2 separate regions of the Zea mays genome follow, and region 1 is linked to region 2. A link is a contact called in public Hi-C data. All regions are on one chromosome and are shown on one strand. Each heading gives the region's core, a stretch centred on a gene start, on an enhancer-like site or on the middle of the called end of the contact. The rest is flanking DNA. Distances are from core to core; before and after follow the strand shown. Region 1 has its middle 67 kb from the start of LOC103635254. Region 2 has its middle 38 kb from the start of LOC109941775.

Region 1 (3,567 bases), core at 479-2,978, 220 kb before region 2:
AATGTTCTAAGAATTAATGTAAATTACTAATTTAAGTAACATAATCATGGTTATTATGACATAAATAGATATTTTACTAATTCTGAGTAATTAAGTGCTATACTTATGAATACATTTATCATGACTAGTAAAACCTATATTTTAATCTGACCGAAAATACGTGGCCTATTATTTATTCCACTTTCTTATATCAATAAAATTATACTTATACCAATACTAACCAATATCGTTCCATGTGTGTAATACCCAAATTATAAAAGAGATGATCTTGTTACATGTTTGGCCACCTACTCATTATATCATGAGAATAACCATAAATAAAGTAAATAAATAAATAAAGGCACCTCTAAGCTATGCATCATGTTGGATATTTTTGTTTGCTTGTGCATTCAAATAATAATAACAATAGTATTAGAAATAAAATAATGACTTGAGATGTGGGATTAATCCCAAATTGAAATTTGGGTTGAAAATAGGAAAAAAGCCCTATATATAATGCAAGGAAAATATATAAATAAAGGTGTCTTTTCATATCAACATCTTCGACTAGTACATCTAGTTCAAGTTCAAAATTTACAATCGAATGTGGATTCAAATTTAAGGGTTCAAATATGAAAAGTAAAGAAAATAGAACAGAAAAGAAGAAATTAAAAAGAAAAACAAGGATAAAACCTGCGCCTGGGCGGAAGTAGCTGCTCGGCCCAATTGCGCCTTAAGCCTGCGCGGCCCATACGAGTAGTGGGGCGCCGACTGGTGGGCCATTGTTGTCAGTGGCCTGGGATCGCTACTGGGCAGGGTCCATAGGGTTGTCTCACACTGCGCCATTCCACTCCTCAGCCTCCCGAACTCACTGTCGAGCGGGCCCCCTTGTCGGCGTTCTATCCTCAACTGAAAACCACCACGCGAAATCACCGCCGCGGCGAAAATTCCAGCTGGATTCTGTTTCTCCACGACCGACGGCTCCGGGATAAACACTCGGGCACTTCTGCGGCTCTCTCCCCTTCCCCATTGTGTTTCGCACGCAAGTCCTGGGTGCCATCGTTGCTTGGATTTGGGTGCAACCAGCTCCGGCCGCCGCCATTAACATGAAGGGCGAGGTCGCTGGGGAGTACGCGCGAAGCATTGCCGCACGGCAACCTGGAAGCGAGGGTCTCGGCGTAATTGTACCGCGGTGGGGATTTCACAGCGCACGCCAGGCGGACGAACTGTGGACGGGTGCGGTCGGCATCTCACCGGACCGAGCCTTCATCGCCAAATCGAGCCGAGCGTCGGGAATTCTGGTGAGAATCACCACTCTAGTTGTCTCTGTTTTATATTTCTGTGCTGGTAGCAGTTCGTAGGCTCGGGCTTTGGTCTATCAACAAGTGTGTCGGGTAGCGCCGGTGAGGCCAGCACCGGAGGAGTGGGCGGCGCCGTCAGGTCTGGTCATGGGGGTAGGGAAGAAGATGAATGCGTGGCCGTGTAAGGTAGGAGCAGAGGCGTCCTGGCGGTAGATAGGGCTCGAATGGCGAGCTCGGAATAGTTCGTTGTCGCGTCCATGGCGCTCGGCCGCGGCGGATTAGCTGGAGAAAGAAAAAAAAAGAAGAGAGAGAGAACCGGTGTGGTAGAACGTAGAAGAAGGCCGACGACCGTTGATCCCGTGCGGTACGGTGGGGATCGGATGACCGTAGCCGCTCAGCCGGATTGATGTGCAACCGTTAGATTCATTATCAACGTCCACGATGTGAGCCAGCGTACCGATTCGGCCGTGTCGATCTCGGCCGGTGATCATCGGATGTGCGGGCGAAAAGAAACCATGTTGTAGACCGTTGGATCGGGATCCTACGCTCGCGGGCTCGTACCGGTTCGCGTTATGATCTGGCGCGTCTGATTCTGATCGGATGGCCAGAAATGGCGATACCGCTTCGGCTGATAAAAATTGCAAAGGAGCCCCTCTGTTTCTGGCCAATCAACCCGCCGTCCATCAGCGCATTAGACCTGAGTCTGTGGGACTTGTGCGAGAAAGCCCCTGGCCGTTTTGGAATTTGACGCGCAGACCAGAGAACAAATGAAATAGATAAATAATTATAGAAATTGATTTTTAATATAAAAATAATTCTAGAAACTGGTATAAATCATATTAAATTTATTTTACCTCCAAATTGAGTCATTCCGGTTGCAATAATTTTATATTAATATTGTCTATCAACTGGTAACATTGTTTAGTCATGAAACTTGAATTAAAATTGTTCATTTGAATTAATCTAGTCTAAGTGCTTAATAGCTTCAGAAATTCATAACTAAATAACTATAACTCCAAATTTAGTGATTCTTGTTCCTACGATCTCGTTACTCAGAATAGAATATTATTATGCACTCTGATATGTTGTTTGGTGTGATGTTAGTTTTTGCTATACTATGTATGTTTGTAATGATGCGAGTAGACGACCAAGCTACTGAGGAGCCGGGGGTTCAGCAGGAGGAGATTACTGAGCTGGAGCTCGTTGAAGGCAAGTTATGCCCTTGATCACTTCTTTTACCCAGTCATGTTCTTATTAATCATAATTATCTGCATAATTAATTTTAATGGGACCCAATAGGTTAACCTAGTTTTGGCTATTTTTATACCTTGTTTCACCACTGGTTTTACCACTGAATTTTTGGGTAGTACATGCTATTGCTTTATATGGTTTTGGGTATAGAGATATTCATTAATCATGATTACACTTTTTATTATCAGTTTATTGTTTACTGTTCATGATAAGATCATTATGTTAATGGGAACATGAAGAACCACCCGGGAAACAGTGCTACCACAAGGGTTTAATGGGACGCCCTTGGCTTATTAACTAGAAAAGCTAGTGGATGACTACCTTACCCGAAAGGGGCAAGGGCAGTAGGGGAGTGGTCAGTGTAGGGAGGTCCATGGGTTGATTTTGCTGCGATGGCGGTTAGGCGAGGGATTCCTGCATTGGAGCTTCCTATAAACTGTAGCGGGTTTTCTAAAGCTAGTGGAACTTTGTAAAGGCCACGTAGTGGTACCCTGCCTCGCTTCCTTGGTAGAGGTGTATGGGGTCTGATCAACTCTATGGAAAATGGGTAACACGACTTGTGGGTAAAGATGCACAACCTCTGTAGAGTGTAAAAATGGTACACTAGCCGTGCTCACGGTCATCAGCGGCTCGGACACTCACATGATTAATTTATGGAATTAAACTCAATTTGTCATTTTATTGCATTGGGATTATTTTATTATTACTTTTACTTATTATTACTATGGTTTGGTATTTACTTACATTTAGTAACTGCTAATAAAATTTTGACCAACTTATAAAAAGCAAAGCTCAGCTTCAACCTTTATTTTATTAATAAGCCATACACTTCACATGAACTCCCACCTTTGGTGAGTTCATGCACATTATTCCCCACAACTTGTTGAGTGATGAACATGTGTGAGTTCACCCTTGCTGTCTCACACCCCCCACAGGAGAAGAACAGGTGGTCAAAGAGGAGCCACATAACACTGAGGCTTTCGACTTGATCTAGGTGGTGTTTCCCAGTCAGCTTTGTGGCGCCAGAGAATAATAT
Region 2 (3,425 bases), core at 111-2,610:
GTCCAGCCTCTTGCCATGGAGGGTACACACTATCTCACCATCTCTCACGCCCAGTGCGGGCGAGCAATTCTGGTATTTGTCGGTCCGAGGGAAAGCTTACCCATAATGAGGCATGTAGCCAGTTATAAGGTCCTCAATCATCAAGCTTACATCGGCTCGGTCCTTAACTCACTCAAATGGAGACACTACATAGAGACTTCCTTCTCGTGCAAGTCACCCGTCTGGTCTCATCTTATAATTTATAACCTACAGCTTTGTACATGTTAGAGGTACTCTTTTCAGATGTTGCATCCATCACGGCTGTGATGGATCCACCATCATAAGTTTTTCTTTGTAGAAATCCCCATTCCAGTGTGAAGCATCACCTTTTTTTAAAACAAAACATTTTGTTTATTTCTAAGCAAGGCTAAGCATTATTAAAACTTGTTTGAGAAAATTAGGTATCAAGGAACGAAACTCAATTTCACAAGGAGGGAAATGCATCAATAGTTTATCACACAATTCCTATTACCTAATGCATCATTCAAAGGTGATAAAACTTTTAAATACAAGAAAAAAGGTAAATGCACCCGGGCTTGCCTTGTGTCGTAGAAGTAACTGCTTCTTCACCACAGATGTCAAAGTAAAAGTTATTCTCCATGGGAGGATTTTCAATTGGAGGAACAACTTCTTATTCTACCATAGACTCTTCTTTGTGCTCTATACAAAATAATACGTATATGAATGGTTATGCTATGTCATGGATATGCAAGTTTATAACAAGAAGATTGAAAGCAGTGTCTTGAATACAACTTTTCTTCACGATGTTTATCAACCATCAAGACTTCCTAGCCAGATAATCCTTTAAGATTAACTCAACTAATCTTCTTAGGCTACCAAGTTGTAGCAAGTTCATGATTTGCAAATTTTACTTGCAAAACTACCCCTAAGCTCACTTGGTATTAAAAGGGCTTAATTCTTTGGACTTATTATTGATTTCCTGGTCAAACAGAGTCCAAACAAGTTCAAAATTCACTCAAGGTTAAAAACAAACATATTAAGCCCACCCAAAAAGTTTTATTTTTTGGGACTATTAAACTATTTCTAAAATTCTAAGAGGCTCTCCTTAAGCACCTTTAAATTCTACATAATTTATGGTTTGAAATAAAAATTTTGGACTTATTTTTGTTAAATACTATCTGGTTTTAGAAGTCTAGTAAAATTGGTTCCATGTTTTTATCACTTTCAACTATTTTTACAGGATTTCACAAGCTACCAGTAAAAAGAAAAGAGAAAATTATGAATAGGATTAGGCTGAGTTGAGCCCAAACTGGCCCACGAACAGGGGAATGCACCTGCCCCCGCGCCCGCTTTAGAGACTTTGCGCAAGAACCCATGGCTATTCAAATATTTAGTTAAGAGTCCGAGACACTGTTTCCTAGAGTCACTGACATCTTCATAGAAGCCCTTCTAGTTCTATTTCTTCACACATTCAAACCCCCGAGGACACACCAGTCGAACACCTAGCTCGGGCCACGGGGCTCACCGTCGGCGACTGGTTCTGATGGTTGTGAGTACACGGGCCTCATGCCCGAGGCTAACCGCTCATATTGTCAAAGAAAAACGGAATGGTCCGATCTTAGAATGCCCCTGTCCGCAACAATGGCGGACACCGATGTTCGGTGAGCCCATTCCGAGCCTGATAACATAGTAGAGTTCAATCAACTGACTCGGACAGTATCAGTGGCCCACCAGGGTTATGGTGCTTGCACGAATTTGGATGGAGAAGGCATGGAAGAGCAGGCCGACGTGAGGGGTGTACACAGCGGCGTTCCTAGGCGGCAACATGACGTTCACAGGACTATACTGCGATAGCGTTCAATTGGTCAAGACCGTAAGCATCTAGAGGTCAGAGAGGTACTAAAACGAGGACCAGAGGGAGAAGAACTAACCTAAGAAGGGCTAGCCACGACGGGATCAACTCGGTGGTGCCGATGACCGTGCTTGGGGAATTCTAATGACTGAGAGCTAGGGTACACAAGAGGGGCTGGCTGAGGGTGGGTTGGGCGCATAATAGAGAGACGGAGCTAACAAAGTGCTCAATTTAAAGGAACCGATCATGTGCTTGGCAAATTTGGGGAGAAGGTGATTACGGTGGAGGCAAGATTTTTTTGACTGGGCAAGTTCACCGTGGCGCACGATGGGTTAATGGTCCCAGGCAGTAACTGGCTGCTTGCCACGGTTACAGATGCGTGATGAAATGACCTCGTCGTGGCTCAACAGCGGAAGATGGCGACCACCACGATGATGGCCGTGTCGCTGTGCAAGTGGGTACAGCGCATAGGGCTCAACCCAATCCCCTCCTCGCGATATTTTCGTCCCTCCAGTGATCTTTTTACTTACTGTGGAGTCGTCATCCATAGCCGTGCGCGAATCACGGCGCCCAGTGCGGATCACGGTGCACGACACCAGTGGCGAGGTTCACTGAACCTGAAACCTTTTTCAGTTATTGTACCATGCAAATACCCATTCAACTGTCTGACAGAGCGAGTTTGAGGGCTAACTACTTCCATTCCCAATAGTAACATACCCATCTGACTTCAGCAAAGTTGTTCTCCTATATATGGTCTTTAACTTTGTCACAATGATCTGGGTCTTAACTTCACTGGATTAGTCACAATTTGGCTCCAAAGATGGACCAAAGTCACTGTTAGTCCAGGTTCAGAATACCACATGACCAACAACCCTACTTCCAGGGTGGTTTACTCCAAGTTCCATGTAGTTCTTGGGCTAGGTCACTTAATCAAATTCGTACTACTAAAGTAGATCTACAAATTTTCCATAATGACTTTTAGCAAATCCCTTATGGATTAAGAGATGCAAGACCCTAAAGTTGGCTCAATAGCACTTGTTGGGGACTTGTTCTCAAATGCTATGAGTTAAGAACAAGGCAACACAAAATGTTAATGGTTAATGCCCTTCGTCCTTCGAAGCATTATCTCCCTTAGGATATAATGATCTTTAGACCAAGGTCATGAAGGACATATCATCATCATCGTTATATATATATTAATGAAAGAAGAAGCATATGAAACATAAAAGATAACATGAATAATCATATGACATCATTAATATCTCTTAATTATATCATCATGAATGAATGTGAACAATATTGAATTACATTTATACCTTCGGTTTGACGGAAGGCAATAATCCAAGCATGACAAACGAGCGAATACAACTCAGCGTGAACAGTACGGGGGTACTGTTCACCTATTTATAGGCACGGGACGCAGCCCGATCAAAATTACATTTATGTCCTTGATAACTAGTTACAATTATGACACAAATTATCATGACTGATTGGTCTTTTCCTCTTTAAGTCGGTGCAGCCCTTCGTCTCAAGACGTGTCACTATGCCGAAGCTCCCTGGATAGTAGCTTCGG

Evidence for each region. A called contact is a pair of places that touch in the nucleus more often than the background predicts.
Region 1: a Hi-C map of leaf shows a contact between it and region 2, with 6 times the contacts expected there. The contact joins two enhancer-like sites. A contact is called at or near these places in 2 of 25 Hi-C or Micro-C datasets (endosperm and leaf).

The regions. Positions count from the first base shown.
Region 1 is chr8:60,936,787-60,940,353 of Zm-B73-REFERENCE-NAM-5.0, reverse strand. No RefSeq gene overlaps it. Among protein-coding and RNA genes, the nearest start is that of LOC103635254, 67 kb to the left of the region's middle. Within about 2 kb of position 1,728, at least 17 of the 20 cell types and tissues checked have an H3K27ac peak or open chromatin away from gene starts, as enhancers often do. A contact at or near this core is called in leaf, where this site is marked.
Region 2 is chr8:60,711,771-60,715,195 of Zm-B73-REFERENCE-NAM-5.0, reverse strand. No RefSeq gene overlaps it. Among protein-coding and RNA genes, the nearest start is that of LOC109941775, 38 kb to the left of the region's middle. Within about 2 kb of position 1,360, at least 14 of the 20 cell types and tissues checked have an H3K27ac peak or open chromatin away from gene starts, as enhancers often do. A contact at or near this core is called in leaf, where this site is marked.